Regions from separate parts of the Danio rerio genome. Here region 1 is linked to region 2. A link is a contact called in public Micro-C data. All regions are on one chromosome and are shown on one strand. Each heading gives the region's core, a stretch centred on a gene start, on an enhancer-like site or on the middle of the called end of the contact. The rest is flanking DNA. Distances are from core to core; before and after follow the strand shown. Region 1 holds the start of ipo8 (importin 8). Region 2 holds the start of nopchap1 (NOP protein chaperone 1).

Region 1 (4,432 bases), core at 1,556-4,055, 310 kb after region 2:
GAGCAACATCCCTGCTGCCACCAGCATAGGCTGGTTGGCTGGTTTTAGAGGGGTTTTGGCCATTTCCAGGCTGATTTCCAGCCATTTTCAGGCTGGTCTTAGCTGGTCAGGCAGCTAAAACCAGCTTGACCAGCTTAAACCAGGCTGGTCACCCTGATTTTAGCAGGTCATTTTTCTGCCTGACCAGCTAAGACGAGTGTGGAAATGGCCATAACCCCTCTAAAACCTGATTTAAGCTGTTTTTTTTTCAGCAGGGATGTAAACAAAGTCTTTGTTAAACCTTCGTTAAGGTAAGACTACCTTTATACACAATAATTTTCACAAAAAATATCTATTTATCCAGGGTTAAAGTTATATTTGAATGACTGACAAGGAAAGAGTAGCATCACCCATACTTCAGCAAACAAATGAAAACACCTATTCGACATGCCAATGATTTAAATACAGTTTAAAACTGATATATATAACATAATATATAATATAATGGATATATAATGAGCGCCAACGACTTTAAAAATCACTAATTATGTGTAGATACTTACAGGTGAGTCGCGTGACATTCTTCATGCTTGACAGCACAGCGCGTCGTTTGTTATTAACGTTATTGATGGGCTGAAATATATGCTGTCGAGTGACAGAGTCTGTAACTGAGCTGTCATCTGCAGCAACTGTACTTTAATAGCTTTTAAACGTATATACATAGTTGTGTCGAGGCGGCTGTCATCAGTGTCATGTTGTTGATATTGATTAGGCTCTAAAGGTGTCACTGTCACGCTGAACGTCAACGCCGCTGACGCCCCCTGGTGGAGTGGAAGGGAGTCAGTGTCAGTATGAAAACAACACACTAGTAGTGTGTCGATGGAGACAGGATACATTTTTAGTTTTATATATTTTAAATTACGTCTGTGATCTTCTTTAAATGGTCTCGAGCAGCAGATAAGCATGGAATCTAATGGACGATCAGCTTCCCAACTTAAGGGGTAAGAAAAAATATGTCCAATGTGTTGAACTGTAACATTAGTATACATAAATCACATGGTCGAAATGTAAACACTGATTGAAGAGACAAGAGGTCTTGCAGTACTATTTTACTATTTGTTTATGCTTTAAATACATATTTTGACTCAAAATTATCTTTATTATTTCAGTTCAAAATCAATCATTTAATTCATGTTGTTATGATATTTGCAGGCTCGTAAAGCCTATTTGAAAAACGACTAGTTTTCCAGCTCCTCCTTGTGGACATGAACTATGAGGGAGAAGACTACTGACTTAGATTGCATTGGGGAAATGGTGCATTACTGATGATTTTTCTGTTTCCATCAAGTTTATCTGTCAGTGCCTTAAGTTTCTCTTAAGAAGGAGAGAATTTAAATTATTAAAATGTTCATTTATTTATTTATTTATTTATTTTTATTTATTTATTTATTTATTTATTTATTTATATTATTTTTTAATTTATTTGTTGAATATTTATTTATTAGTTTATTTATTTATTATTATTTACTTATTTTATTTATTATTTATTAATTAATTAATTTATGTATTTATTTATTTATATTTATTTATTTATTTATTTTTATTATTTTTTAAATTATTTGTTGAATATTTATTTTATTTATTATTTATTAATTAATTAATTTATTTATTTATTCATTGTTTGTTTATTATTATTTATTTTATTTATTATTTATTAATTAATTTATTTATTTATTTATTCATTCATTCATTATTATTTTGTTATTATTTATTTATTAGTTTATTTATTTATTTATTTATTATTATTTATTTTATTTATTATTTATTATTATTTAATGTATTTATTCATTTATTTATTTATTATTATATATTTATTTTATTTTTATTTTTTTATCTGTCAGTGCCTTACGTTTGCAGTTCAAAACAATAACCTGAAGGGTGACACCATGGCTGAAATATTACTTTTAGACAGGTATGTTTTAAAACTATTTTAGCCATGCAAAGCTGATGTAGACTGTGTTCTTGTTTATGAATGGGGGTATATGCATGGAAGTGTTGTTCAGCCACTAAAAAGTCCAATTGGCAATGGAATACCTTTTACAGCATTAATAATATAGTCGGTTAAATAGACCTGAGCATTCGTTTAGATGTTCAAGTGTAAAAAGACATGAAAACAATTGATGTACGAGGATCAGCCAGCACAATTGAAAATGAAAAGTCACTTGTGGGCTTGTTAACATAAGTGTAATGTAAAAAGATAACGGGTTATTTCAGTTTTTGGCACTGCTTTTTCACTAATCTAATTTTTATTTAGTTTAATAACAAAACATAAGTAAATGTGCTTTTCCACTAACCAGCTTTACTGAGGTGAAGTTTGATTTTTATTCACGCATTTGTTCATTTTTTAACAGTAACCGTGACAGTTTTGGGGAAATATAATCCTGCACCCGCTGAAAATAAAAGTCTTTGTGCATATACCCTATAATATAGAAGTGTATGAAATAAAATGATTTAAGTAAATTTCTTACATTCTACTTTTTTCTAAAAGTAATATTTCAATTGATTGTACCATACTTCTTTCAGTTTTGTATTTGTTGTAATGTACTGTTATTATTGCAATAAAAATAAATAAATAAATTAGCTAAGGACAGTTCTTTATATTGATATATTTAAGAACTATATTGTGTATGAGGTCCCTTTAATTTTTTGTCACGCCAGCCTCTGCTGCAAACGCTCCGCTTTGGCTTTGTTCTTTTGCGACGCTGACAGTCGCTTGACGGCAGACTGGGGCAGGGCTCCCTGTAAGATCTGAGGCATCAGATCGTCCGCGCATCTGTCCGATAGTCCAAAGTTTATTGAAATTCATCCACCTCTTCGGCCCTCATGGATCCCAATCGAATCATACAGGCTCTGAAGGGCACCATAGACCCCAATCTCAGGCTCGCGGCTGAGAATGAACTCAACCAGGTCAGTTTTCCGTCTGGAGAAGTTTGTTGTTTCTTTGGGGAACAGAAGCGCTAAAAGATGCCTTCAGTGTTTGTGGCCTGATTTTTAATTTATAAAGCTGAATAATAGTCTGCTTTCGTCCCTATTAACGCTTTGTTTACTGTTAAGGGTGCCCACTAGTTGCAGTGAATCAACGGCATCATTGTTCAACAGCAGAATGAGATGCCGACTATTGATCCTTGTGGACTAAATTATGAATATAGTCGCTTTACATGAATAAAATGACTTAATTTAGGTTATATCCAAAATTTAAGTGTCTCAGTCTTCATTTATAGTTTTCCTGTTAGTCAATTTGGGGATGTGATGTTATAATGTGACATGGTTGTTCATTGTGTCCTGATTCTCCTGCATGTAAATCATTATTTCTGCAGCTTCCACTGATGCAATTCTGTGCAATTCCTACTCTGCAGAGGCATTGTTGAAGGCAGTTCTGTTTTAGAAGAGCTTGTGTGTTAGAGAGTGGATGTGCTTGTTGTTTACATCAGGGGAGCCCAAAGTTTTTCATATGAAGGGCCAAAAACCAAATATCATTGACATATGCCGGAATAGTTGGTAGTTCATTCTGCTGATGAATAAGGGACTAAGCCAAAGGAAAATGAATGAAATCAATGCTGAAACAATTATTTTTTTTCACAGAATTGTGATGAATATTGATATTAAATCTCATTTGCCAGATTATAACCTGAAATTTTTTGGGTTAGTCAAAGTTGTGTAAAAAATTCACAAAAATGTTACCTCAAAATGTAGTTTTCATTGTCAGATTTGATCTCAGTGCTGACATTCTTGAAGTGACAATTTTTCAAGTTCATCACTGGGAAAGTTGAGATGAGATCATTTTTTAATTCGATTACGTAAATACATACATACAAAAATTACAAATGAGGGAAAAAAAGTTTGAATTGTGAGATCAATGGTGCAATAAAATTTTTGAATTATATATTTATTTATTTTGCTTTTTTTAAATAATAACAATACAGAACATCGAAACTAAGCAGCAAACAACTGAAATAAAGCACACACGCACACGGCATGTAAAAATGAATAGATAAAATAAAAATAAATAAATAAAAAGGGAGGAGATACAGGATTAATTAATGAAGATAAACTTTTAGTTTTTTAGTCAAATCAAATCATGTGGTACTGTTTTAAAATAATAAAAAAATGGATTCCAAATTTTTTTAATAGTTCATCTTTTCCTCTGAAAGAATATGTGATTTTCTCCAATGGTATACAGTTGCAAACTTCTAAGATCCACAGTCTATTTGACATCAGTGTCTGTTTTCCGCAATTGCATTTTTATTTTGGCAGAAATTAACTTTATTAGTTCATTGCATTACATTTCTGACATCTAATAAGTTCTTAGTCATACTTATTATAAAGAAAAAATAATATCCTGTGCTTTCTTTGTGCTATTTTGGCTTATCTGAATTGAATGATTGGCTTTTGG
Region 2 (4,739 bases), core at 2,016-4,515:
CTTTAATCCACAGCCTCAGCATATAGTGCTAGGCACAGAAATAATAGTGCAGCAATAATGTTAGACTTGTGTTACAACACTAATAAATCACAGAATGATTATTTCACTGCCAAAAAATAAAAAAGCTTGTTTAATGCAATACTTAAGAAAAAAAAACACCTTGGATAGTCTGATCATAGATTAACAGCAAACATACATTTTTTTTTTTTCTCGGTTGAACGATCATTTAACTCAGTGTTTCTCAACCACGTTGGAGGAGGACCACCAGCTCTGAACATTCTCCATGTCTCCTTATCCAAACACACCTGATTCAGATCATCAGCTCATTAGCAGAAACTGAAAGACCTGTAATGGGTAGGAGACATCCAAAATATGCAATCTTGGTGGTCCTCCAGGAACATGGTTGAGAAACACTGCTTTTACTGTAATCCTCATTTAGACTAAAACATCTCCACAGACCCATGAAATGTTCCTTGCTTGACTCCACCAGCTTACAATCACCAGTCTGTGCTCTTTCCAAACAAAAGCAATCCTGGATTGCTTCTATATTTCAACCACAAGCACAGAAATGGCCGCAAAAGTCTCTCAGATTAATGCCAATAGGCAGAACGTTCATTCTGCCTCTTTCTCCAGCATCTGTATGTTGGCCTTTCTCTTTCGGTCACCTGGAAGTTTGAGTGTCTTTGCTGTGACCGTTTGCAGCTCTTCCTCTGAACTGTCTTCCTCAGAACTTGATGATGACTCTTCATCCTCTTCACTGCTGTCTGATTCCTCCAGCTCAACCAGAGCCACGTCCTGCAGAGCAAAACACATCGGGTCATTCATGGAAAAAAAGTGGAATTAAATTATTATTGGACACTTGCTGACGTGATGAGATCAGACAAACCATCTCAATGACTTTCTCTGCGTCCTCCACCGTCTCGATGTTAAAGAAACCCGCGGGAGCTTCTTCCATCTGCTGCCTTAAAGACTCGTTAGCCTGAGCCATTTGGGGAAGGAAATTCTGCAATCGGTCCAAGACTAGCACAAAAAAAACACACAATTTATATGTTATATGAGTGGAAAAGCCGCTTTGTAGCATGAAAGGTCATTTCATTAGATTCAAATTGTAAGATTTAAGAGTTTAAAAAGTGTCTGTCATACATTTTTACAAGAATTTAAATAATAAACCAACAAGAAGTTAAATATTTGATGAGATATTCAAAATACTAATCATATTACTTATACTAAATCATAACTATAGTTATTAATTTACTATAGTTTTAAATTTAGCCACATCCTTCAAAACTTTAAAAAATTTCTTTTGACAAAACTGTATTGTCAAAAAAAAAAAAACATTGATCATTTTAAATCTACACATCGATATGTCGTATGATATTTTTTTCCTTTTATATAAGTGAATAAATGAGTATAAATTTAATATATGCTTTCTATGTATTGATGATCACTTTTGGAAATGTAATAATTGTGATGGGGGACACGTGGCTCAGCACTGTCACCTCACAGCAAGTAGGTCGCTGGTTCGAGCCCTGGCTGGGTCAGTTGGCATTTCTGTGTGGAGTTTGCATGTTCTCCCCGTGTTCCTCCTGTTTCCCCCACAGTCCAAAGGCATGCGCTATAGGTAAACTGAATAAACTAAATTGGATGTAGTGTATGAGTGTGAATGCAAGAGTGTTTGGGTGTTTCCCAGTGCTGGGTTGCAGCTGGAAGGGCATCTGCTGTGAAAAACATATACTGGATAAGTTGGTGGTTCATTCTGCAGTGGCAAACCCTGATAAATAAAGGGACCAAGCCGAAGGAAAATGAATGAATAAGTTGATGTGGACACCAAAAGTCTTTGAGTTACATGCATAATCTCATTATACTGGTTATGCATTAAATATAGCATTAGAAATGTCATAAATAACTGCAAATACATATATATGTTGAATATGTGTGTGTCTGTGTGTATATACACATACACCCACACACACACATATATATGTGTGTGTGTGTTTATGTATATATACAAACACACAAGTTGTATATATACAAAGAGAGAGAGAGAGAGAGAGAGAGAGAGAGAGAGAGAGAGAGAGAGAGAGAGAGAGAGAGTTGATGACATGAATGTACTTACCATTACTTCTGGAAACTCTTTCCGTTTTCAGGGAAGCACCTTTAGAGTTCAATAACAGTTTCTCGTGGATTCCTGGAGATGGCAGTTTATAATTTATTTTAAATGACATTATACAATGCAAAAATTATAAAAGTTAAAAAATAATTAATCTGAAATATAGCTTGAATGTGAAATAAAAGGCATTCTTTGACACAATGACTGAATTAAGGTAAAGTTGGTTTTATGTTCACACATTCTGCCTTTCTCCTTAATATCATTTCAGAGAAGTATTATTTGTCAATTCTAAATAGTGAAATCATACCAGCAGCCGATGACTATCAACATACAACATTGTTCACAGTCAATTTCAATAGTGCTAATGTTGTTTTGAAGTCATTCTCACATGTGATTTCAGACCAAATATTCAAAGTATAAATATAGGGAGCAGATCACAAGTTGTCACTGAAGAATGTGCCAATTAACCACAATAATGACTGAAAATGATTGTTCACTGAACGTTCATGATGCTGTTGTTCAGCATGAATACCTTGAGGAGTTAAAGATATGAAATATCATCCGGTATTTTAGGCTCTGTATTAGCTAAAAGCCAAAATGTATATCTTTTGAGTCCAAAATCATATTTGGCTATGATGCAAATAAGTAAATAAAAAGAATCACATGTAAAATATATAGATTAATGTCAATTAAATAAACAATTCACTTATATTTTTACAATCTGAATAGATTTTATGTATATATTTATATCGATTTCCACAACGAATACACTTGAGTTCATATCAGGACTATGTTAGGTTTAATTCCTGCACATCTGAATAAGTTAGACAATCTTACATTTTACTTTAACAGTTAACAATTACAATTAGACACGTGAAAATATACAAATCGCTTATTAATAATAACATACCAAACGCAAAAGCAAATCCATACAAGACAGTAAACGAATTTATCTTCATTTGTAACGTTAAACTAGCTAACTTAGCGTAAAATCATGTCTTTTTTCTTTAAAGAATGTCTCACCTTTTCCATTGCCACAAGTCAGCAAGTCCTTAGAAGAGGTTGCTTTTTTGGTACAGTTTTGTGTTTGAGCCATGTTTATTCCCTCACATGCACAAACTTTCTAGTATCCCCATGTGTTTACAACATAATAACTTCCGTGTTGAAGGGTCGAGCTTCCTCTAGCGCCCTCTGGAGTTTTGGGTGTACGTGCCTTATAATCATAATAGTCATTAAAATAACAGATAAAACACCCTAAAACACTTTACTGTATTGTATTAATTCTAGCTAAAATTACAATTGCTCAACTGTAGTATCTTAAATGCCTAAATTATTAAACGTATGGCTGTATTATAAAAAGGTATGGCTGTATTTGCATGGACATGACTTGTTTTTCTTGTTACTATTTTGACAATTTGACCTAATTACACAGGATGACCTCACTGGTATTCACCTCGTCGTACTTGTTTGACAACGTGCCCTTCTTTCTAAGAGATGAACATAATTATAAATATTTAAATGTATTGTATTTAAAAAAACAAAAGAGTTTTGCCATGTAATAAATAGTTTTTAATAAAAATTGGTCAATTATTGTCCAATATTGTAGATCTAAAACCTCCCATTATTTGACATTATTTATAAGACTTTTCTTTTTTTAATTTAAAAACTTTTATTTTGAAGTGCACGCTCGCTCCCGCGGCTGTCGCAGTGCACGGCATTGATGACGTGCAGCCGCTGTCACAGAGCTCCAGTCCGACGTTTAGGGAAGAAGCAAAAACTCGCTTCGACGGAGCGGAAAATACCACGGTAAATATATTCAGCTGTAATCTTTACACCATTCGAAGAGTTTAATAACGTCTAACACACGTTAAATAAAGCGCTGGTTTAATTTGACAGGCTTTGAAGTTCATTTGATGAATTGTTAATGTTGACTCTCAGTCAGCTGGAGAATATTTAGGATGCTTTGAGATGATTCCAACACACAAGTCAACTACGCACAGGTGTAGTAGACCTATAATTAAGTAGGTTTTGGTAACCATAAGGCATATAACCTTCACAAAGCTGGTTTGTTCTTATAGTTTGTCAAACTGAAAATACAGTCCGTCCTCTTCCTGCCTCTGCATCACATACATAATACATTAAAATATCTCAAGTCCTATAAAATGTATAGGTTTAGTTTTTGAAATGTATTGGTTAAGTTTTTTTTCTGATAACAATATCGTATGTGTTTGTGTATCTTCGTTCTGGTTTCTGAAAGCTTATATTGTTCCATTGACTTTGTTTACAAACATTTGCATGTGATTCAGTATGTGTTGTTTATTGATGTGACTGTTTGATAATATTAGGAAACACTGCTTCATCTTGTTATAGATTATTTATTTATTATTTGTAATGTAACATTTCTAGTAGTGATATATTTATTTTTAGCATTGTCACTTTATTAAATTGCAATCTTAAAGGAATAGTTTTTACTTAAAAAATAATATAAATGTTAAAGTGTTTCAAATTGTTTTTATTTGTCGAGATATTTTTTTTAGCATTTTAACTTTATTAAATTGTAATCCTAAAGCTTAAGTTTGTTACTTATAACTTCACAATTATCATGCAATGCCCCCCAAATACACATGAA

What was found. Hi-C and Micro-C count contacts between places; a contact is called where the count stands out from the background.
Region 1: a contact with region 2 is called in a Micro-C map of caudal fin, with 3 times the contacts expected there. The contact joins the promoter of ipo8 here to the promoter of nopchap1 in region 2. A contact is called at or near these places in 1 of 18 Hi-C or Micro-C datasets (caudal fin) and 1 of 4 datasets of contacts at active chromatin or transcription factors (embryo).

What each region holds. Positions count from the first base shown.
Region 1 is chr4:9,921,975-9,926,406 of GRCz12tu, forward strand. ipo8 (importin 8) reads left to right here and starts at 2,806. Exons shown (of 25, transcript NM_001044334.2): 1 at 2,806-2,946. The coding sequence starts at 2,863. It also overlaps a transcript of kics2 not described here.
Region 2 is chr4:9,611,692-9,616,430 of GRCz12tu, forward strand. nopchap1 (NOP protein chaperone 1) reads right to left here and starts at 3,266. Exons shown (of 4, transcript NM_001201412.1): 1 at 3,134-3,266; 2 at 2,117-2,188; 3 at 887-1,020; 4 at 1-795. The coding sequence starts at 3,206. The coding sequence ends at 613. slc41a2b (solute carrier family 41 member 2b) reads left to right here and starts at 3,860. Exons shown (of 17, transcript XR_012401816.1): 1 at 3,860-3,916.